Linked DNA regions of Mus musculus: all the other regions are linked to region 4. Evidence: chromatin contacts called from public Hi-C, HiChIP or PLAC-seq and capture Hi-C data. All regions are on one chromosome and are shown on one strand. The core of a region is the stretch at or near the end of the contact, and the rest is flanking DNA. Distances in the headings are between cores, read along the strand shown. Region 1 overlaps Lpp (LIM domain containing preferred translocation partner in lipoma). Region 2 has its middle 38 kb from the start of Tprg. Region 3 overlaps Lpp (LIM domain containing preferred translocation partner in lipoma). Region 4 has its middle 45 kb from the start of Lpp. Region 5 overlaps Lpp (LIM domain containing preferred translocation partner in lipoma).

Region 1 (3,748 bases), core at 10-2,509, 620 kb before region 4:
TTTAAAGTAAAATTATTTTACGTAACCATGTAAAAACCTGCCAGAGAGTAAGCTTAAGTGAGTTTCAGGTGTACCATACTTGAGAGGATTACGAGGGGGCAGAGGAGGGTCTCCAGAGTCCATGGGTTATCATCTGGGAACGCAGATGCTCCATTTCCTTCAGTGTTCTGCAGATGCCATCGTTATCTACATGAACGGTGAGGTGAACCGTGAGAAGCACACTTCAAGTGTGAGGGTTAAAACAGACTGGTAGTTCCAATCCACAGAAAGAGCTTGGTCTATGATTCAGCAAATTTCTCCTCAAGTGCCAGTGTAATTATTTAAATTCAAATAGTTCTACTGCCTAACTCACTTATGGAATGTTAATTTCTTCTTGGTTCTGACGATCAAGAAGGCTTCCCAGAGGATGGCAATGCTGTAGCGTCTCCAAAAGCAAAGACTTCATGCAGCCCTGGGAGCTCCCAGGAGCTCCCAGTTAAAACCCCAGCAGCCCTGCTTCCCAGCTGAGCACACATTTCCTACCACAAACTGTCCTGCACTGCGGGCTGCCCTCCTCCTGTATCCTGACCACAATGTATATTTTATATTTGTATCTGTGTTTCAAGCAGACGAGAAATAATGACAGCAAATTCAGTGTTATCTCTAAACTGTGATTTTCTAATCAGAATAAAAAATCTTCTTTATTGATAAAAATTATGACCCCCCCCCAATTTTGCTAGATGATATCAAAACCCTCTAAACTATTTTCTGGTGATGTCATGAGTTTCTTTTTTTACACATACACACAAACATACACACACAGACACACATTCACACAGATACAGATACACACAGAAACACATTGAGACACACTCATACACATGCTTACATAGAAAGACAAGCAGAAACACACACACACACACACACACACACACACACACACACACACACACACACATGATACCTATAAAACACATAGCTGGGGATTCTGTAAAAAAAATTCAACTTTCATTTTTTTATATGAAATCTTTCTGAGGATAACTCTTTGGATTGTTGCTTATAACTCTTCAAACTTCTTAAAATTCTCTTTAAACAAACACTTCATATGCCTCCTCTAATGAGCTCCCTCTGCCTGAGCTGAACACCCTGGAAGTGCAGCGAGAAATGAAAGTCTGAGATACCCTCCCTTCATTCCCAAGTTTCCAGAGCAGTAGGAAGAAAGCACATCTACAAACAACTGCTTAAAAGCACAGGGTATGGACTTTCACAAAGACATGAACAACCTGAAATGGCAGAGAAAAGAGGAACTAATTGAAAATGGGGGAGAACAGGCTGCTCTCTGTGGTTTATGATGACACCTCTCTTCTTGGTGGGGTTTGATTTGCCACTGAAAAGAAAACTGGCTTGAATCCTCTTTGGAACTGATGTTATGTTCTAATAAGAGTCTTCATCATTATCTAAGCCCCCTTGAGAGATGTCTTAGACAAGCCTACCTTCAAACAAAACTCACTCTCCAGGTAGAATATTGTAACAAAAAAAAAAAAAAACAAAAACTTTGAAGTGGTGTGGGAGAATTCAGTATTTTCAGGCAAGAACATGCATATGAACAACTGAACATTTCAGAGAAATGTAGAATTATTAATATAGGAACATGAAGTTTTGTTTATATTTGAATTATATAAATTAGCTTTAAAATACAAAAGAGTAGAGCTGGGAGATGTCTCACTTGGCAAAGTGCTTATCAAGGAAGCACAGAGACCTGCCTTCATTCACTAGGACTTAGGTTTTTGTTTTTTTTTTAAAGCTAGGTGTGAGGGACTGGAAAGATGGTTTGTCCATTAACAGCACTGCCTGCTCTTCCAGAAGACCCAGGTTCAAATCCAGAACACACATGGCAGCTCACACCCTTATGCAACCCCAGTTCTGATAATTCAACATCCTCTTTGGAGAAACTGCTCCCATGTGGTACACAAACATACATATTGCCCCAAACCCATACACAAAAAAATGAAAAATGCAAATTCCCAAAGCCAGGTGTAGTGGCACATGTTCTAACCTAGTGCTGAGAGGTAGATCCATGTGGCTCACTGGCCATCAAGTCCAGCTTACTGGTCAAATTCCAGGTCAACAAGAGACCGTATCCAAACAAACAAACCAACCTTTTGATTAAAAACGAACATTAGTATAGCTACTCCTTAAGGCTCAGAGAAGTGGTTTGTCATTTTAAAGCCTGTAACCATGTTGAATGGTAGGTCTTCCAAAATCCTTTTCTTGGATGTGTCAGAATCCCTGAGAAATGGAGGGAGGTAAAGCTACCTTCATGCCAGGGGCAAATTAAAAGATCACAGAACTCCAGTGAGACTATCGTGAGAGGGGAAGAAAGAATAGAATTCCTTTCCTTCCGAGCCAAGTCCAATCAGAGAGCTGTCTTTACAACATCTTCAAGGCATAGTCTTGTTAGGGCTTATTCACGTGAGAACCGCAGCAAGCCTGACATACAGTCAAAGAACTGCTGCTGACTTCAGGAGGCTGGGTTTCAAAGTCTAAGAATTAAGTGACATTTGGTGTCCTCACCTGCTAAGATTGGAAGTGTCTCCATATATTTTTAATAGTTAATTGAGATCCCATATGTGGGAGGAAGGATTTAGTTCTGGTATGTAATGCTAGCTTTAATGTTGATCTTATATAACTTTTCTTCATTAAAAAAAGTAATCTCCAGGCCTTTATCTCCACCAAAGAAAATCTAGCACCAGACATGGGCATTAACTGTGCATGCACAAGACCTCAGATATCTCCAGAGCAGTCAGCAGGGGAGGCAGAATGGAGAATTTCTATGCTACACATCTTAAGGTGATCAGGATTTGAATCTATGACTTCTACACCAAAGGCAAACAAGATTTTCTCTAGTTCACACTTACTGCTAATCAGTAAGTTTCTTCTAGCTCCCTGTAGTGGCCATCCCACAAAATGCCTTGGCTCATCATTAGCATCCTGCCGTCCCAGAACACCTCACAAATATATAATTTGGGGCTTCTTGTCCCTTTTCACATTATTTAGCAGGATGCTGTCACTAGGAAGATGTTTTTTCCCAGTATTACTCTCATTGATGAAGATGTCACATCCAGGACCCTAATGACATCCTTTCGTCTGTGTTCCCTAGCCCCAATCCAATCACTGGGTGCCTTCCGAAGTGCCAAACTTGTGGTGGCAAATGGTTCAAGAAGACCAGATGAACACAAGTGAAAAGCCACTGTTCATTGCTTCTGTGCTGCACCTCTGCCTTTGAGAGCAGAAAATGAATACACAGTGATGGAAAAGGAGGGTCTGGCCTGGACCTCAGACACTGATTCTCATGTCATGCTGTCTAAGGCCCACCTCTCATCATTCTTGCCAGTGGCAGCCTGTATCATTATTTGTTTCTAGGCATTGAAGACTAATACGTTATCAGCCTCTATAACAGCATGCAATCATAACAGGCCTGCAAAAAGTATTTGTTGTATGGAGAAGAAAATGAACTGCATTAAATAAAGTAACATCTTAGGTGTGTTTTAGTCTTAGGATTAATTGTTTTCATCTCAGCAAGAGGGTATCTCTCAAAAAAATGTTAAAACCTCCCCTAAGAGCATAAATGATCTGAAATTATTCATACACACAGTCAGTAGGGCAACACCCTTTTGCTTAACGCCATCTGATTATCAATGGTAATTGACCCATCTAGGGGAACATTCTAAAATGTGAGTTTAAGCAAAGCTCTTTCCAGCTATGTGTA
Region 2 (3,444 bases), core at 621-3,120, 900 kb before region 4:
AGACATCAGTATCACCTGCTTGGAGTAGAAGGAATGGTGCTAAAAGTGAGGTGGCTGAGCCTGTCAGCAGGACACGTTACCCTATGGCCTTTTGAGCATTATGTATCATTTAATGTATCATCTATTAGGCCATCTGTAAGACATGGATGATGACAGGAAGGATTCATTGGCTGGCTTTGTTTGTTTGCTTGCTTGCTTATTAAAGAGAATGCTGGCAACAGGTGCTTCTTGTTCCAGACATACAGCTAGACTGTTGTCCCATCCTCATTTCACACATGAGGAATGCAGGACCCAGTGGGAACAGGTGACTCACCCACCCTCAGACAGGAAGCCAGGGCACAGCTGCCTGACAGAAGTTCAGTGTTGCAGGGATCCCAAGGGCCAAGACTCAGGGTGAAATCAAAGCTGTGTGATAGCTAACACCAAATGTCAATTCGACCAGAACTTGAGTCGGTATGGAAACGATCCTTTAAATAAGTCTAGATTTGGTTCATTGAGGTGGAAAAAGACACCCTGAAAGTGGAAGGTATGATTCTATGGGCTGGGGTTTCGATTTGAATGAAATGAGAAAGTGAGGTTGAACATCTTTCATTATGCCTGCTTCCTGATTACAGATGTAATAGGACGCATCGCCTCCTGCACCTACCCTGCCACCATGGCCTGTGTACTCTGGAACTTTAGGTCTAAATTCATACTTCCTCTGTAGGTCACTTTAGCTGGGAATTTTATCACAGCAGATAGAAAAGCTACTAGCGTAGGTTGGAAAGGAAATGTGGAGCAAGTAGTGAACCTGTGTCAGTCAAAACCACCAATGTCAAACACATGGTGCAGGTAACTTTTCCCTCACTGCCTGTCCCCTATGTCTATCAAATGGAAATTATGCATTTGTCATTTTCAATCACCTGACTATATAGTTTTCCAGGTCCCATCTACTCAGCTCAATGACCTTAACACACACCAAAACATGTACTGGTAAAAAACATTTTATGTTGCTATCCTCCAGCGATTAGATCTATCGATGTCATCGTCTCTCCTATGTGCTTTCTAAGTTCAGGGGCTTACGTTGTGCTGGACAAGCATCCAAGTGACAGCAGATGTAGTTGGCCTTCCTGAGCTTGCTTCATTCTACCTCCCATGGTTGGAGTTCCCATCTTTCCGTAGTCTCTGTTTCTTGCCTCCCTGTTTCCACAGCATACAGAGTCCAGACCTTTAATGGCACTCAGGCTCCGACACCGGGTCCCATTCGTTCATTCCAATTTTCCATGTTCTTCTTCCTCACATATACACTAAATTTTAAGCTATACCCAGACTCAGTGTTAAAGTCTAAATTCAGGAGGCCAAACTGGCTTGTCTACCTAGTAGGAACCACTAGAATGTTCCTCTGTTCTGCCACACCCTCTCAGTCTCAGACTTGCCCTGTTGAAAGCATCACCTTCCTCGTAGTTTCAAAACACGTGCCCTTGCCTTCCTCCTACCTCCTTAGATGGCCCTTTGCCAATCTCTCTCTGTGCCCTGGAGTGTGAGCCTGGAGGAACAACTTGCATTACTTGAGATGAAATTAGATGCAGATGCTAGAAGGGAGTAATACTATAGAAAGAAGCAGAAGAAAAAAACAAACCAAGCATACAAACAAACCACCAGCTTTTGGCTTCCGATGAAAGTATGTCTACATAGCTTCAAATCAGAGCTGTGCGGCTGGTTCTCCAGAGTAGCACCTGGAACGCTGTTTACCAACCCTTTCTCTTGTCTGTTCAGTTGCTTGCGATGCTTTGAAGTCTGCAAAAACTACTATCTCCAATCAGAGCTGGGTTTCCTCTCCAGACAGGAAGACTGCCCTTCAACAGAGAAGCTATGCTTCTATTTGTGGTCTGACTATAGCTATGACTCATCCAGTCAAGCCAGAGGCTGTTTTGATCCTTCGCTGTCCAGAGTCTGTTTACAGTTGTAATTTTCTCTCTTTCCTTTCGTCTTGCTCTCTCCACTCTTCTGAATTATCAGAAGAGTCATACACATTTGACAAGTAGAACCTGTACAGGAGAGAGTATTACAAGTGAACACACTTTCTCATGACACCCACAAATAAATGCTTGTGTTTACAGGTCTGATGACGGAGTTCCAGTAATGACTTGGCCTTTTTTTTTTTTACTTGATTAAATATTCCCCTGGGCCTGCCAGTCTGGACTTCGGTTATTTAACGAGGACGTTGGAACACAACCTCAAGACGTCTGCAAAACTGACCTTTTCTTAAGGTTTACTCCCAGAGCAAAGTAAAGCTTGCGTTAGACTGGATGGCTCCGGGATACCAGTTTGTAATTCACGCTCCTCAAATCCCACCAGAACCACGGAGAACCATGGGGCATATGATGGAAATTCCACGTTGCACTTGGAGAAATGGAAATTAAAGAGGAGAAGGCAACTTGTCACAAGTCACAAGAGTAGTCACAACACAACAGTGTCTCACTGAAGGGCTTGCACTGAACATCGATCAGCTCGAGGTTGACTGTCCACAGTGTACAAACTTCCTGGGTCATTTTATGGCACTGCTATGCACTCTCTTCTCTTCTGCTCAGGAATGTCACTGGCTAGAGGGACCATGGACCAGAGCAGGTAAAATGAAAGACAAGCACAAAACTGACCTATTTTTTTAAGAGCTGTCTTACTGTTAGACTTGGACACGATACAGAACACTCTTAAGAGCCATGAGTGATCTGAAAGTGTACCACCTCAGAGGCGCCACACCTACCTCCTCTCCTCTAGACCTTCATTTTCAGACCATTCTCTACAGTAGAGTTAATTCACACTTACATGAAGTTTGAAGGAGAAACCAGAATCACCAAGAACATTTTAGCTATAAGGACTTTGTTCTGCTTGGGAGAATTATTGTATCCCAACTATGACACCTTATTTTCTTCAAAATAGAATTCAGCTGACACTTCTCAACTCTAATATTAAAGATTATCCTTTGGTACAAATTTTGCACAAGCTCACTGTAGACCATTCAGAATGCACACATATATTTTTTACACAGAAAGAAAATAATTTGTAAACCAAAGATCCCTATTTGCTACACCTATATTTAGTTAGAATCAAATTACAATAATTTGTAATTGTGTTATAAGAGATCTCCAGATCATTGAAAAATAAAATGTATACATGCACAGCCACACACATGAAATTCCCCAGTAGAAAGCCCTGAACTTTAAATGTAATCTTTTATAGAGTAGACATGGCTTATCAACAGCTGCCCTTTTGTCACCTTCAGGGTTAAGATCGATCGTGTTGGAGGGTCCCTGAGATCCTTCTCCTCAGCTACCACAAAATAAGTAAATAAATAAAAAAGGAAAAAACAAAAACAAAAGACAAAACCGATGAACTAGCTGAGGGTGTTATTGTCACATTTTAATTATTGCACTGCAACAAAGTGAAGAATTTGAAAGGCTTGGG
Region 3 (3,760 bases), core at 1,011-3,510, 530 kb before region 4:
GGGGATGATTCCAAAAGTGTTTCAAAATACACAGAATAAAGGAACAGACTAAATGGGCAAAGAGGAAAGAGTGGAGGACAGCTTTCACATTCCCATTGTGGACATAGTTTGTGGGGGACTGTAGAGGTTAATTTAATAAGGGCCCTCACATGTACATTTGTTTATGTGCCTTTACATGAGAGTACATGGTTTTAAATGTGGTGTGTGTGTGTGTGTGTGTGTGTGTGTGTGTGTGTGTGTGTGTGTGTATGTAGAGGTAGAGGTAAGTAGGTAGGTAGGTAGCTACACTTTTGAATATTCATGACCTGTGTAGCTTTGTTGTGCATGGTAGTAGTTCAGTAGTTGTAAGTAAAACATAAAAACTCACCATGAAGAACAATATTGGAGAGAAGAAGCAAGTTTTACATCATCCAGTCCCCAGCAGTATGCAAATACTACCCCAATCGTTAGCAAATGTTAAGGAGAGAAGAGTCACATGCACACACATACTAAACCAAAGACTGGCCTGACCAGATTCAAATAGAAACCTGGTTATCAAAGCTTCTTACATACCCACATGAGGCTACTGCAAGATGGGGATCTGGTTACTTGCCTAATAGATGCACTTATATCTTGTGACTAGATCTCTGTCAGTCTCTTTCAGAAGGAAAGATTTACAGGCACTGAGAGATGTTCAGTAGAGTGGTCAGAACTGCTACAGGTAGGATGCTGCCCCAAGGAAAGCTGTAGGCAAGAGTCTCTTCAAGCTTTGGAATTTTCATGACAAAGCCCTCCTACTGTGCGCTTTAGTGGCTGGTTCTCAGGGAGGCAGGGGTGAGTTGTACTGTGCCTTTTACCTACCAAAATTTAACAGTAACACAAGGACTAGGGGGTGGGCTAATGCTCTTCTGTTTAGTGTATCTGAATAGTTTCCCCTTTTCAGACCTAATCAAATCAAAGCTGACACAGAAAAAAGAAGAACAGGGACTCCATTTCCATTCAAAAGCTTCTTTAGCCGTATGCCTTTTACAGGACATAACCAACTGATGCTCCCTGCCAGAGTCACTAGAAGCACTACATTTCACCCCAAATCTGTCCATGATGATCAAAAGAGTGAAATGAGAGACAGAGACAGAGAGAAGGAGGAGGAGGAAGAGGAGAAGAAGAAGAAGAAGAAGAAGAAGAAGAAGAAGAAGAAGAAGAAGAAGAAGAAGAAGAAGAAGAAGAGAAGAAGAAGAAGAAGAAGAAGAAGAAGAAGAAGAAGAAGAAGAAGAAGAAGAAGAAGAAGAGGAGGAGGAGGAAGAGGAAGAGGAAGAGGAAGAAGAAGAAGAAGAAGAAGAAGAAGAAGAAGAAGAAACGAAGGGAGGGAGGGAGGGAGGGAAGGAAGGAAGGAAGGAAGGAAGGAAGGGAGGGAGGGAAAGAATGGGTCAGATTCTTAAAATCTAAGTAGACCGCACTGGGAAAGTTTCATCAGGATATTTTACTTAGGTAAATAAGGTTCAATCAGGCACGTGCACACAAACTTTAAATATTAAGGGGGAAAAGCATAAACAGCCTTTAAGTTCTTATTGTTTCTAAAGAAGCCCAAAAAAGGTGTGCAGAAATGAGGAAACTCTGCAGTATGTATGGTTCACTAACCCTCACTTAAGCATGCTTCAGTCTAACGGGAAAAAAAATATAGAAATGTACTTCATGGTGTTTATTTCCATATACTAAAATTTAAAATTTTATTTCTGTGTCTGCATGTGTGCCTTCTTGCATGTGTGTGTACTGTGTACATGCAGGTGTCCCGGAAGCCAAAAGAGGGTATTGGATCCCCTGGAACTGGAATTAGGAGGCTGTGAATACTAGTGTGGGTATTAGGAACCATGTCTTGGTTCAAAGAGGAACAAGTCTTCTTAGTTGCTAAGCCATACTATACTTTTGGATATTCTGTAAATGTAATAACCAAGGCCATTTTACGTAAATGTTTTGATTATTTTTAATAAATGTAAAAGCTATAGTTAACACCATGACCAAGCCAGAACTATCACCCATGTCTTTCTCTTGGCATTCCTCCCTACCCTCAGCAAGTCAGTCTTTCACATTTTACCAGCTTATTTCCCTATGTGTCCATTTTACTGTGTGACGATGATGCAATTTGTCCTTTCACCTACAGATGGAGTCTTGGGCCACTGCCAATTTTGACTACTACAAATAAAGTTGACATCAACCTCTATGTTCAAGTCTGTGTGAAAACAGGGGTTTTGTTTGCTTTAGGCGAACATGTTGGAGAAAAGCTTGGTTATGTTTACTGTGTGTTTAATTTTTAAAGACACTGCTAAGATCTTTTAAAAGTATCCATTGTACGATCCTGTTCTCAGCAGTTCAGGAGAATCTCAGCCATTTCACATCCCAGTTCGCGCCTGGGACGTGGCAGAGCCTCGAATCTCTTCAATTTGAATTTGTTCCTAACTCAAGTAAGGGGACACTTTAGGAAGTCTCTTCTTGGGGACCACAGATACCAAGCATATTTTTAGTTGATGATTTTTCCCAGAAAAGCATCTGTTTAAACCTTTTGCCTCCTTTTGTTTTTTGTTTTGATTGAGTTAGAAACCTGCTCTCTGTATACTGGACACATATCATTTTGGATGCATGGCTTGGTGTTTCACATTTCAATGGTTTCTTCTGAGAACAAGTTTTAGATTTTTCTGCTTTTCGTTTTTTGAGGACAGGGTCTTGTTTCAAGCCCTGGCTGGTATGGATGTAAATTTTAGTTCTCTTGTCAAGAGTTTCCATGTCCTGGACTTACACGCTTTTAGAATGTTGATGAAATTGAATTTATCTTTCAATAGATTTATTTGGGTATATCCTACATTAAATCTTTGACTGCCCTAATTTCATAAGAACTTTCTTGGGAGTGTTTTTTTTCATAAAAACTTTATAATTTTGGCTTTTATTTCTAGCTTTTGATCCAAAATATACATAAGACTTCTATAGTTTAAAATTAAAAAAAAGTCACCGAGCAAAATGAAAGAACACTTACATCAAGGAACAGATACATCATGTTCATGGTTTGGAAGTCCTTTTAAGGAGTCAATGCTTCTCATTTGAATTATGAGTAATCCTGCGGGCTTTATCAATATGAATTGACAAGCCACTTCTAGAATGCAAAAGGATGCAGAACAGTCCAACCAATTTTGACAATAACAGAGGTGGATATTTTGCTCTCATCCTCTATCTACACAAAAAAAGAAAGTGGGACAGGGAGATGCTGTGTTGCTCAGGGTGGAACTGACCTTGTAACATTGTTGCCATAGCCTCTACAGTGGCTGAGACACGTACCACTATATTCAACTTGCTGAAGGATGTAAACGGTTTGAAAGCAAGGTTTACTGTAAGGCACCATAACTGAGGCACAGGGTAGACTGTAGACTGGCACAGACGTGTAAAAGTTTCAAACTTGGCAGGTTGTGGTGACAAATGTCTTTAGTTCCAGTAATTGGGAGGCAAAGCCAGTTGGATCTCCATGAGCTTGAGGCCAACCTGATCTTCACAGTGAATTCTAGACCAGCAAGGGCTACACAGTGAAACCCTGTTTCAAACAGATGAAAAATAACAAAATGAAAAACACCTTTGGGGCTGGAGAGATGTCTCAGTGATTAATAGCATTTGTTGCTCTTCCAAGAGGACCTATGTTCATTCCTAGGACACACATGGCAGCTAACAACTGATTGTAACTTTGGTTACAGGGGATCTGATGTCCTCTTCTGGTCTCTGTAGCCACTAGGCGCACACACAA
Region 4 (3,828 bases), core at 954-3,453:
ACTCTCTTTAGCCTCAAATGTCAGGCCCTTGTTATCTGTGATCTGACCCTACTGGATTCCCAGCATTCTCTGCTCCCAGAGGGTCTTTAACCTGGTGTACTCTGGCCCCAATGGCTCCTCTGGATGCAGGCATGACTGTTGTCACGACTCTTTAACATTCCTGGCACAGGTATGCACATACGAACCTGGTTTAACTTCTGTGGCCTCGCATAAGACATAGGACAAAGCAGGGAAGGGGAGACTCCAAGGGAGGGCCCCAGGGTACCACAAGGTTAATAAGGGCTTCTCAGAAACCATGGTTGGGTGCCATTTCTCTGTCACTGAGGACCCTACTTTACAACATCCAGCCCAGAGAGGTCCTCATACTGTCATTATTACAACTTGGTGTTCTGGACGGTCTATTCTTCTTTCTTGAGATCAAAGGCTTTAAAATAAGTAACAGATTTAACCCACTAAGAATTAACTTGTGATATTTTAGGTTAAACAGAATATATCTGATATTCTTCAATTGACATTAGGGAAAATCATTCTGGCATGCTGTCACTCTGGTGCTAGGTTTCTAGGTAGAGAAACCCAAATGGTAGAAAATAAATCAATTTTGTTTTTTGAAAGTATATTGATCTGAGGGCAGGGGATAGGAGATTTCTGGAGGGGAAACTAGGAAAGAGGGTATCATTTGAAATGTAAATAAAGAAAATATCTAATAATAAAAAAGACAGTATATTGATTTGATAAAGATAAGTTACTTATAGATTAATCAATATATTCCAGGCACTGTGCTGGGCAGAGAGGAGAGTAATGAATGAAGCATATGTTTGACCATTCGGCTTAATAATAGTCAAGGAGTGGACGAGTGAGCAGGAAGTCAAGACAGTTGGGAAGCTGTACCACAGGACTAGTCAGTGAGCAGGAAGGGGTAGGGACCTGTGTTACATGGAGAAGGGATCAGAAAAGAAATGATGGTTGAATCACTGGGCAGGTCTGCTTGTCATTAGGTATGTCATTTGCTGATGGTCCCTTAGCCAGCTTTTGCTGTTGTCCTTTGTTTTGGGGTGCTTGGAATTCAATCAGGGCCTTGGGTGTGCTCGGCAAGTACCCTACTGTTGGACTACAGCCCCAACACTGTTTATCTATTCTTTAACCTCTCTCTTTTCCTTATTTTGCTTGCTTGGTTTTGTTTTTCAGACGGGGCCTCACTATATATAGCTCAGCTAACTTGGGACTCCTTCAAGTGTTGGGAGTGAATGCCTGGGTCACCATACCCAGCTTTCTTTTGGTTCTTTAGCAGTTATTAATCAGGACCATGACAGGTACACTTTGGAAGTCTGACCTTTCCAAGTCTTTTGTTCAAGTCATCTTCCCACCGTGGGTGGCCACTGGACCTAATTCTAGCTAAGATGGTAAAAACAGGAAACAGATGCAGGGATTCTTAGAAGTATTTGTTTTGTGGCACAGGTGCCATATTTTCCTTCCATCCCACCCTCAGCACCAGACTGTGTGTGAGGGTTGGCAATGGAGTCACCAGAACCCAACTGCCATTAAATAAATCTAGAGAGTTTTGACCCAACACAGTTACAGTGAACCTATTGATCCTCTTGGCCATCATGAACAACGTTGTATGTGAAAAACAATTCCTTAGCATTAGTGATCTAGGTCTTTGTTATAAACTTGTATCTTACAGGTTTGAGAGTACTTTTGACTTAGACCTCTTGTTTTGATAACCTCTTAACAAAGTTATCTATTATAAACAACTCTTAAAAAAAAAAGAAAACAAAACAAAAAAGATCTAGAGCAAAGAAAAGAAGAAAAAGCAAGCCAAGTCAAGCCAGCCACAAAGGGGCTGTAGATAGCATCTCTTTGGTTACTCCTTTTTCCTCCACAAATGAGGCACTACTAAGATTTATCACTGTGAGATTGAGACAAGAGTTATAGGTGTCTGGCCTCCTGTCTCTGCACCACCGTATATTTCTTTAATGAAGTGTGAGACCAGAGCTCCATAAATTCCCATAGTAGCAGAAGCAGGCAGGAGCTCGTCAGCGGAGCTATTCAGGGAGCCCAGCATCACTCTTTGCGTATTAGAGAAGTTCACAGCTGGCTAAAAATAGGCTTGGAGAGAAGAAGTCGCTTTTAGACCGCAGCTCATTTTGGATTTCTCTGGAGCCCCATTCTGGGCCACCGTGTATTTCCTTTTTCCTTTCGTTCTAGTAAGAGCACCCAGGCGGGTCAGAGACAATAGCTGCATGGTTATCTTTAGTTCCACTGTGCACTGAAAGCAGAACTCCGAAGAAATAACAGTAAGCCCCGGGGTACATGGACTGTTACTGCTTTTTAATAAGCGCTAACGCGAATCGAGTCTTTCCTGTGTCCTGGTCTCAGTGCTTGCTTTAAATTCTCAAAACAACCCCAGGAAAGAAAAAAAAAAGCTATTAATAGCCTCCTCCCATCTTTAATGAGGAACCAAAGATTCAGAGCAGACAAGCAACCTGTTTCCAGCCATAGAGCCCTGGGGTGTGAACCAGCGTCTGATTCTTTTCAGAGCCTGCACCCTCAGTGCCACCCCTGTAAGGATACACGCGCCTTTCTGCATCCCATTAGTATGACTCTTGTTGTAGGCCAATGAAGCAAGCAGAGGGGGACACTCCAGGGCCTCCTCGGGGAACGGACTACACACATGAAACCGGGACTTGAACTGTCAGTTTTGGAATCTTTCAAGACACAGGCAGCTCAGTCATGGAGTACACGTGGAATCCTCTCACGAGACTGCGTTCTAAGATTCAGCAATGGGTCCTCTGTCAAGGAACCAGCTGGCCCTGGGCTGCCCTGATTTATTTAGGGTCTTTGAAAGACATGTTCCTCCCTTATACCTGTAGTGAGCGATGTTTGGTACTTGTATGTACGACCTCAAATGTAATACTGTTTTCACGGTTGATCAAGCAGTCCTTCCTTCATATTGCAGGATCGAAGTGTGAGTTGGAGAGGGTAAATGTCTCCCGTGGAATGCGGCCAAGTTAGCTGATAAAGCTAATACCAGATCTCTTTGAACGTTTAAATTATCGAGTGACAAGAGAGCTGAGCCTTAGTTTATAGGGCTGAGGGTAGGTATTGTGCACGTGGATTTTTTTTTTTTTTGAAATACCTGAGTTTTGAAAAATAACGGTGTTCTGCCCACATTTTCAAGCACAGTGGTAGTCAAAAGAAAAACTCTATGGAGGTAATAATACCTTGTATTTTAAATACTACTTGTCTCTGAAAAGCTCAAAGCACTCTATAATCATTTCCTTATTATCACTCTCAAAACTTCCTGGGTCAAAAAGTTACAAAGTTTGTATCTTAACAAACGGGCCTCAGTTTCCTCTTTGGACATAAGTGGTTAGATGGTGAAGTTATCCTCTTAGAACTGTCAGTCCCAACAGTTTTCCTGCTCTCCCCTTCCCCAGCCTCAGAAGCACCCTCCCAACCCCCAACCCCTGCCAGCCAGGAACCCTGCTTAACTCTTTGTAAACCTAACAGGGGAGTCTCATGGTATAGAACCGTGAACTATTTCAAGTTACAAAGGTTCATGCAGGTAAGGCTAAAGGTGGAGATGCTTCCAGGTGGGCAGGGGCGAAAGGCCAGAGAGGTACGGTGGCTCCCAGTCTGTCAATTTGGATGCTTGGAATTGGTGTTTGTCTTAGGGTTTTACTGCTGTGAGCAGACACCATGGCCATGGCAACTCTTATAAAGAACAACATTTAACTGGGACTGGCTTACAGGTTCAGAAGTTCAGTCCATTATCATCAAGGCAGGAGCATGGCAGCACCCAGGCAGGCATGGTGCAGGAGAAGCTGA
Region 5 (3,781 bases), core at 905-3,404, 570 kb before region 4:
ATCGGGAGAGATGGCTTAGCAATTTATAGCCATGGCTGCTCTTCCAGAGGACCTGGGTTCAATACCCAGCACCTACAAGGTACTAACTCCAGTCCTAGGATATGTTATGCCCTTATCTGTCCTTCACAGTACCAGGCACAAATAGGGTACACAGACTTATAGAATACATGTAGAATTCCCATACATGTAGAATAAATAAATTCATTAATTTAAAATAAAGAAAATCTATATTTTGATTTGGACATTAAAAAAAAAAAAAAGCAGCCCGTGTTCTGGCTTCTAGTTACCTGCTTGATTTGGAATGCTAATAATTCTTGTCTTTACTCCCTCACATCTTTTCCCAGGCAACAGTCAAATAAAATTACCAATTATTTTTGGAGTCTTTTTGATAGGCCCTTTGAGGAGAACCCCAACTGCCATAGCCAGTGTCCCCTTTCAGCTGGAAGGAGCCATATCAGTGACCATCCCAATTCCACAATAGCATTAAGGGATGCATCTTCATAGGAGAAAGGAGATGAGAAGACACGGATATGAGGAAGAAACTGGCCAGCTCAGGAGACTGCAAAGACCTCAAGGAAAACCAACTGTTCTCTGTCCAAGTTGGCCAAGACAGACATTGTAAACGTAACTTTTATTCTCCGGTAGTAACTGTTGTCTCCAAAGCTTACTGCCTCCTTCAGCTAATCTAGGCCTAGTTTTGGAAGCTTCTAGCCTCTGTACAATCTAATCTGGGGCTAGAATGTTTCCTGAGACTTACTGCTGAGCAAATTCATCCTTTCTTGGTCTTCCTGAACCCTAGCTGGCTGGTTCAACTCTCCTGTCCTGCTCTCCATGAACTCTAGAATATCCTGTACTGTGCGCTTTTCTTCCGGTGCTGTCTGTCTCTCCATTAAGCAGCTTTCCTTTCCCCCTCCTCTCTTTGGAGAGTTGGGCATATCCTATTCTGTCAAATCTTTCTCTGATTCATCACGTTTCCTGCCACTCAATTCAAACATGAGTGCTTCCTTCTACAAGCTAATGTTACCTTCATTGTTTGGGACTAAAGGTGTGTGCGAAGGGTATGTTTGTATTCCAGCCAGATGGATTAAAGGTATGTGCTAAGATCTGAACCACACCCTAACTAGAAGCAGGTTCAAGTATCCCGTACCAAGAAGTGTCCTTGGGCCTCATGATACACTCATCCTTGCCAGAGGCTTAGAGATGCCAAAAATGTTTAGGAGTCCTCATTCTTGATATGTTTCTTAAATGACTTTAAGGTCGCCTCTCCTAAAAAAGCAATGTTAGTGTAGCAACAAAAACTCCTTTATGAAAAAAAAAAAAACTTATGGTCACATGAATAGCATCTCTAGCCTGGGTGTAGACCTCACATCACAGTTGGAATGTGCCAATCATTTGGCCAAGGGATCCCCTCTTGAAAGGCAGCTCATCCCTCACCACTGTGAACAGTCAGATGGAATAGTAACTCTTTAATGAGATGCTGCAGCTTTCCTTACCATAACTCCTGTTCTTAGTGTAGAACCTTACCAGGCCACAGCCATACAGCTTTGCAATGGAAGTCTGCCTGCTGTTCTGAATCATTCAGACAAGGGTAATGTCTCCCTTTCTTTTCTATAGGAGAGGAAGGAGGAGGAGGAGGGGGAAAAGGGGAGGAGGAAGAGGAGGAGGAAGAGGAGGAGGAGACCTGTGTCACAGAGCAAGACAGAAAATGATCACTTTGAATCAATTTTCAAAGACAAGATGATGCTGGAATTGGTCATATAGCATTTAGGCATAAAAATGTGAACAAGATATTTCAGTACCAGGCATAGAATCAGAAAGGCAAGGTCAAACATGATTTCTTGGGGACTATAAAGGAGGCCAGGATCAGTATAGTATTAGACAGAATGCATGGGGTCAGACAACTGGGGTCAAACACAAACCTAATTCACAGAATTTCTACATGTAAAGGTTTAGACAATTCTATGATTTTAATTTATGAGCAACAATTAGTGTGTAGGAACAGTCACACATGAGGCATCATGGAAAGACAGACTGGACTGACTTACATACGTTACAGCCACTTGAATTGTCCCTCACTCCTATGGCATGTGGCAGTCTGGGAAAGAACATGCTGGGAGCCTGACTCTGGCTTTCTAGCAAACTATGACAAAGACAGGCTTCATGCTCTGCCGGCTTCTGTCCTGTTGTGCTTTGCCAAGTCACTGAAGCCCACAACCCTTGGTCGGCTCAGAGCCCAGAGCTGTATCTGTGTTTCCAGGACAGCTAGCTAAACACAATGCCTCTCAGAGCTACTCTATTTCTTGAGGAGAAAACACAATCAACAAATTTGTTGTCAGGGCAGATTTGTGAGGCTGGCAGTTTGAGATCTAATTTTAAAGCTTGTCCAAATTTTGGAGAGGAAACCTGCCATTTCAACAGGAAGAAAAGGAATGAAGATTAAGGAGGTCTAGCTCAGTCAGGATAGATATTTTTTTAAAAGATTATAAAAGGGGGAGCACCATGGCTCACACTGTACAGAAAAGTGGAGTATGCTGGCTTCAGAAGGATTTACGCTGGACCTCTTTCTGGAAACAAGTGCCAGGAAGTCATCTGTAATAAGCATTGCCTAACAGACAAAAAGACAGGGATGGCTCCAAGTTCAAGGTGTCTCTCCTAAATCATGTGATAGAAAATGCAGATGTGTTCACATCTGGAGCAGGAAACATGGTTTACTCTTTAGGTTGTATTTTAGCTGAGCCATGCTTTAATTTAAGCTCCTCTTTCTTTCAGCTTTAGAAAGTAAGGCGCTTCACAGAGAGAGATATGGAACACGGGGTGTGGCTAAAACCCACAACACTCAGGGAGCAGATTCTCTGTTCACTTACTCATGGTGCTGCCTCCGCCTCTTCCCTGCTGCCAAAGACCTTTCAGGAAAAGCTGGTAATGGATGAGTGTGTAAGAAATAATGAAATAGCTAAGCAGTCTTTGCCTTTTGGGAGAAAGCCCAAAGTCCTTAGCAAGACCTCTGTCCATCTCAAAACCCGCCTTACTTCAAGCTGCTCTCTCGGTCTCTGACCACAGTGGCCTCTTTCAGGTCCTCAAGTCAGCAAGTTCCACTGCCTGAGACGTCTAACCTCCTGTCCACTCCTCAGCTCAGTAAGGCATCACTTCCTTAGGAATGAGTGCCGTGACCCTTCTGTCTGTTCTTTATTGGAAATGAAAATCCTAAACCAGACTGAAAGTCTGCTTCACTGACTGTTCAACATCCACAGCTTACAAACAGCAGCCTCCTAGATGAGTTTTGTTAATAGGTAAATATATTTTTTCCTTCCCAAAAAATAAGGTGTCCCCAATTTTCAAAACAGAGAAATTAGAGGTTAAATTACCTAACTGGGGTGAACCAAGAACATATGTTTTAGTCACTGGTTCAAATTAGATTATTATAAGGAACACATATAGGAACAATATATAAGTTTATTTTACTTAGAGAAAGCTAAATCAACCACAGTTTGTTCTGAGGTACCACAGCTTCCTGTTTCAGACTGAACCACACCAATACGAATGGCTCTGGAATGGTGACAGAGAGCAAAGACAGGCTAGACATGCATCGAAGCATCCCTGCTTTGTGGCTCAGCTTAGTCATACTTCCAACCGTGTCTTGTAATTATCACCTGAGTCCCAGCCCATGGAGTATGGTAGAAGGAACATGGGGTCACTCTTCCAGGATGGCAATCAGCTGCAGCTCCTGATGAGACCCTGGCCACCATCTTTCCTCCTGTGTCCAAGGCTAAGGCTGTAGCCT

Evidence for each region. HiChIP or PLAC-seq counts read pairs in DNA pulled down with a chosen protein or histone mark. A called contact is a pair of places that touch in the nucleus more often than the background predicts. Capture Hi-C pulls out chosen DNA fragments and counts their contacts.
Region 1: a capture Hi-C map of embryonic stem cells shows a contact between it and region 4, with 3 times the contacts expected there. The contact joins two enhancer-like sites. A contact is called at or near these places in 2 of 115 datasets of contacts at active chromatin or transcription factors (embryonic stem cells and large pre-B cells) and 1 of 9 other capture datasets (embryonic stem cells).
Region 2: a Hi-C map of bone marrow-derived macrophages shows a contact between it and region 4, with 14 read pairs. The contact joins two enhancer-like sites. A contact is called at or near these places in 4 of 484 Hi-C or Micro-C datasets (B cells, bone marrow-derived macrophages and pro-B cells) and 2 of 115 datasets of contacts at active chromatin or transcription factors (bone marrow-derived macrophages and large pre-B cells).
Region 3: a RAD21 HiChIP or PLAC-seq map of pro-B cells shows a contact between it and region 4, with 5 times the contacts expected there. The contact joins two enhancer-like sites. A contact is called at or near these places in 1 of 15 datasets of contacts at CTCF or cohesin (pro-B cells), 1 of 484 Hi-C or Micro-C datasets (centrocytes) and 4 of 115 datasets of contacts at active chromatin or transcription factors (the 230-238 cell line, embryonic stem cells and large pre-B cells).
Region 5: a Hi-C map of bone marrow-derived macrophages shows a contact between it and region 4, with 14 read pairs. The contact joins two enhancer-like sites. A contact is called at or near these places in 1 of 484 Hi-C or Micro-C datasets (bone marrow-derived macrophages), 2 of 115 datasets of contacts at active chromatin or transcription factors (the 230-238 cell line and large pre-B cells) and 1 of 9 other capture datasets (embryonic stem cells).

Annotation. Positions count from the first base shown.
Region 1 is chr16:24,962,057-24,965,804 of GRCm38.p6, reverse strand. The region is part of intron 10 of Lpp (LIM domain containing preferred translocation partner in lipoma); the gene reads right to left. Among named protein-coding and RNA genes, the nearest start is that of Gm52245, 23 kb to the right of the region's middle. Within about 2 kb of position 1,259, at least 43 of the 459 cell types and tissues checked have an H3K27ac peak or open chromatin away from gene starts, as enhancers often do.
Region 2 is chr16:25,247,412-25,250,855 of GRCm38.p6, reverse strand. No RefSeq gene overlaps it. Among named protein-coding and RNA genes, the nearest start is that of Tprg, 38 kb to the left of the region's middle. Within about 2 kb of position 1,870, at least 72 of the 459 cell types and tissues checked have an H3K27ac peak or open chromatin away from gene starts, as enhancers often do. A contact at or near this core is called in B cells, bone marrow-derived macrophages and pro-B cells, where this site is marked.
Region 3 is chr16:24,872,856-24,876,615 of GRCm38.p6, reverse strand. All of the region lies in intron 9 of Lpp (LIM domain containing preferred translocation partner in lipoma), which reads right to left. Among named protein-coding and RNA genes, the nearest start is that of Gm22672, 9.4 kb to the left of the region's middle. Within about 2 kb of position 2,260, at least 17 of the 459 cell types and tissues checked have an H3K27ac peak or open chromatin away from gene starts, as enhancers often do. A contact at or near this core is called in pro-B cells, where this site is marked.
Region 4 is chr16:24,346,481-24,350,308 of GRCm38.p6, reverse strand. No RefSeq gene overlaps it. Among named protein-coding and RNA genes, the nearest start is that of Lpp, 45 kb to the left of the region's middle. Within about 2 kb of position 2,203, at least 74 of the 459 cell types and tissues checked have an H3K27ac peak or open chromatin away from gene starts, as enhancers often do. A contact at or near this core is called in the 230-238 cell line, B cells, bone marrow-derived macrophages and 1 more, where this site is marked.
Region 5 is chr16:24,912,969-24,916,749 of GRCm38.p6, reverse strand. All of the region lies in intron 10 of Lpp (LIM domain containing preferred translocation partner in lipoma), which reads right to left. Among named protein-coding and RNA genes, the nearest start is that of Gm52245, 27 kb to the left of the region's middle. Within about 2 kb of position 2,154, at least 143 of the 459 cell types and tissues checked have an H3K27ac peak or open chromatin away from gene starts, as enhancers often do. A contact at or near this core is called in the 230-238 cell line and bone marrow-derived macrophages, where this site is marked.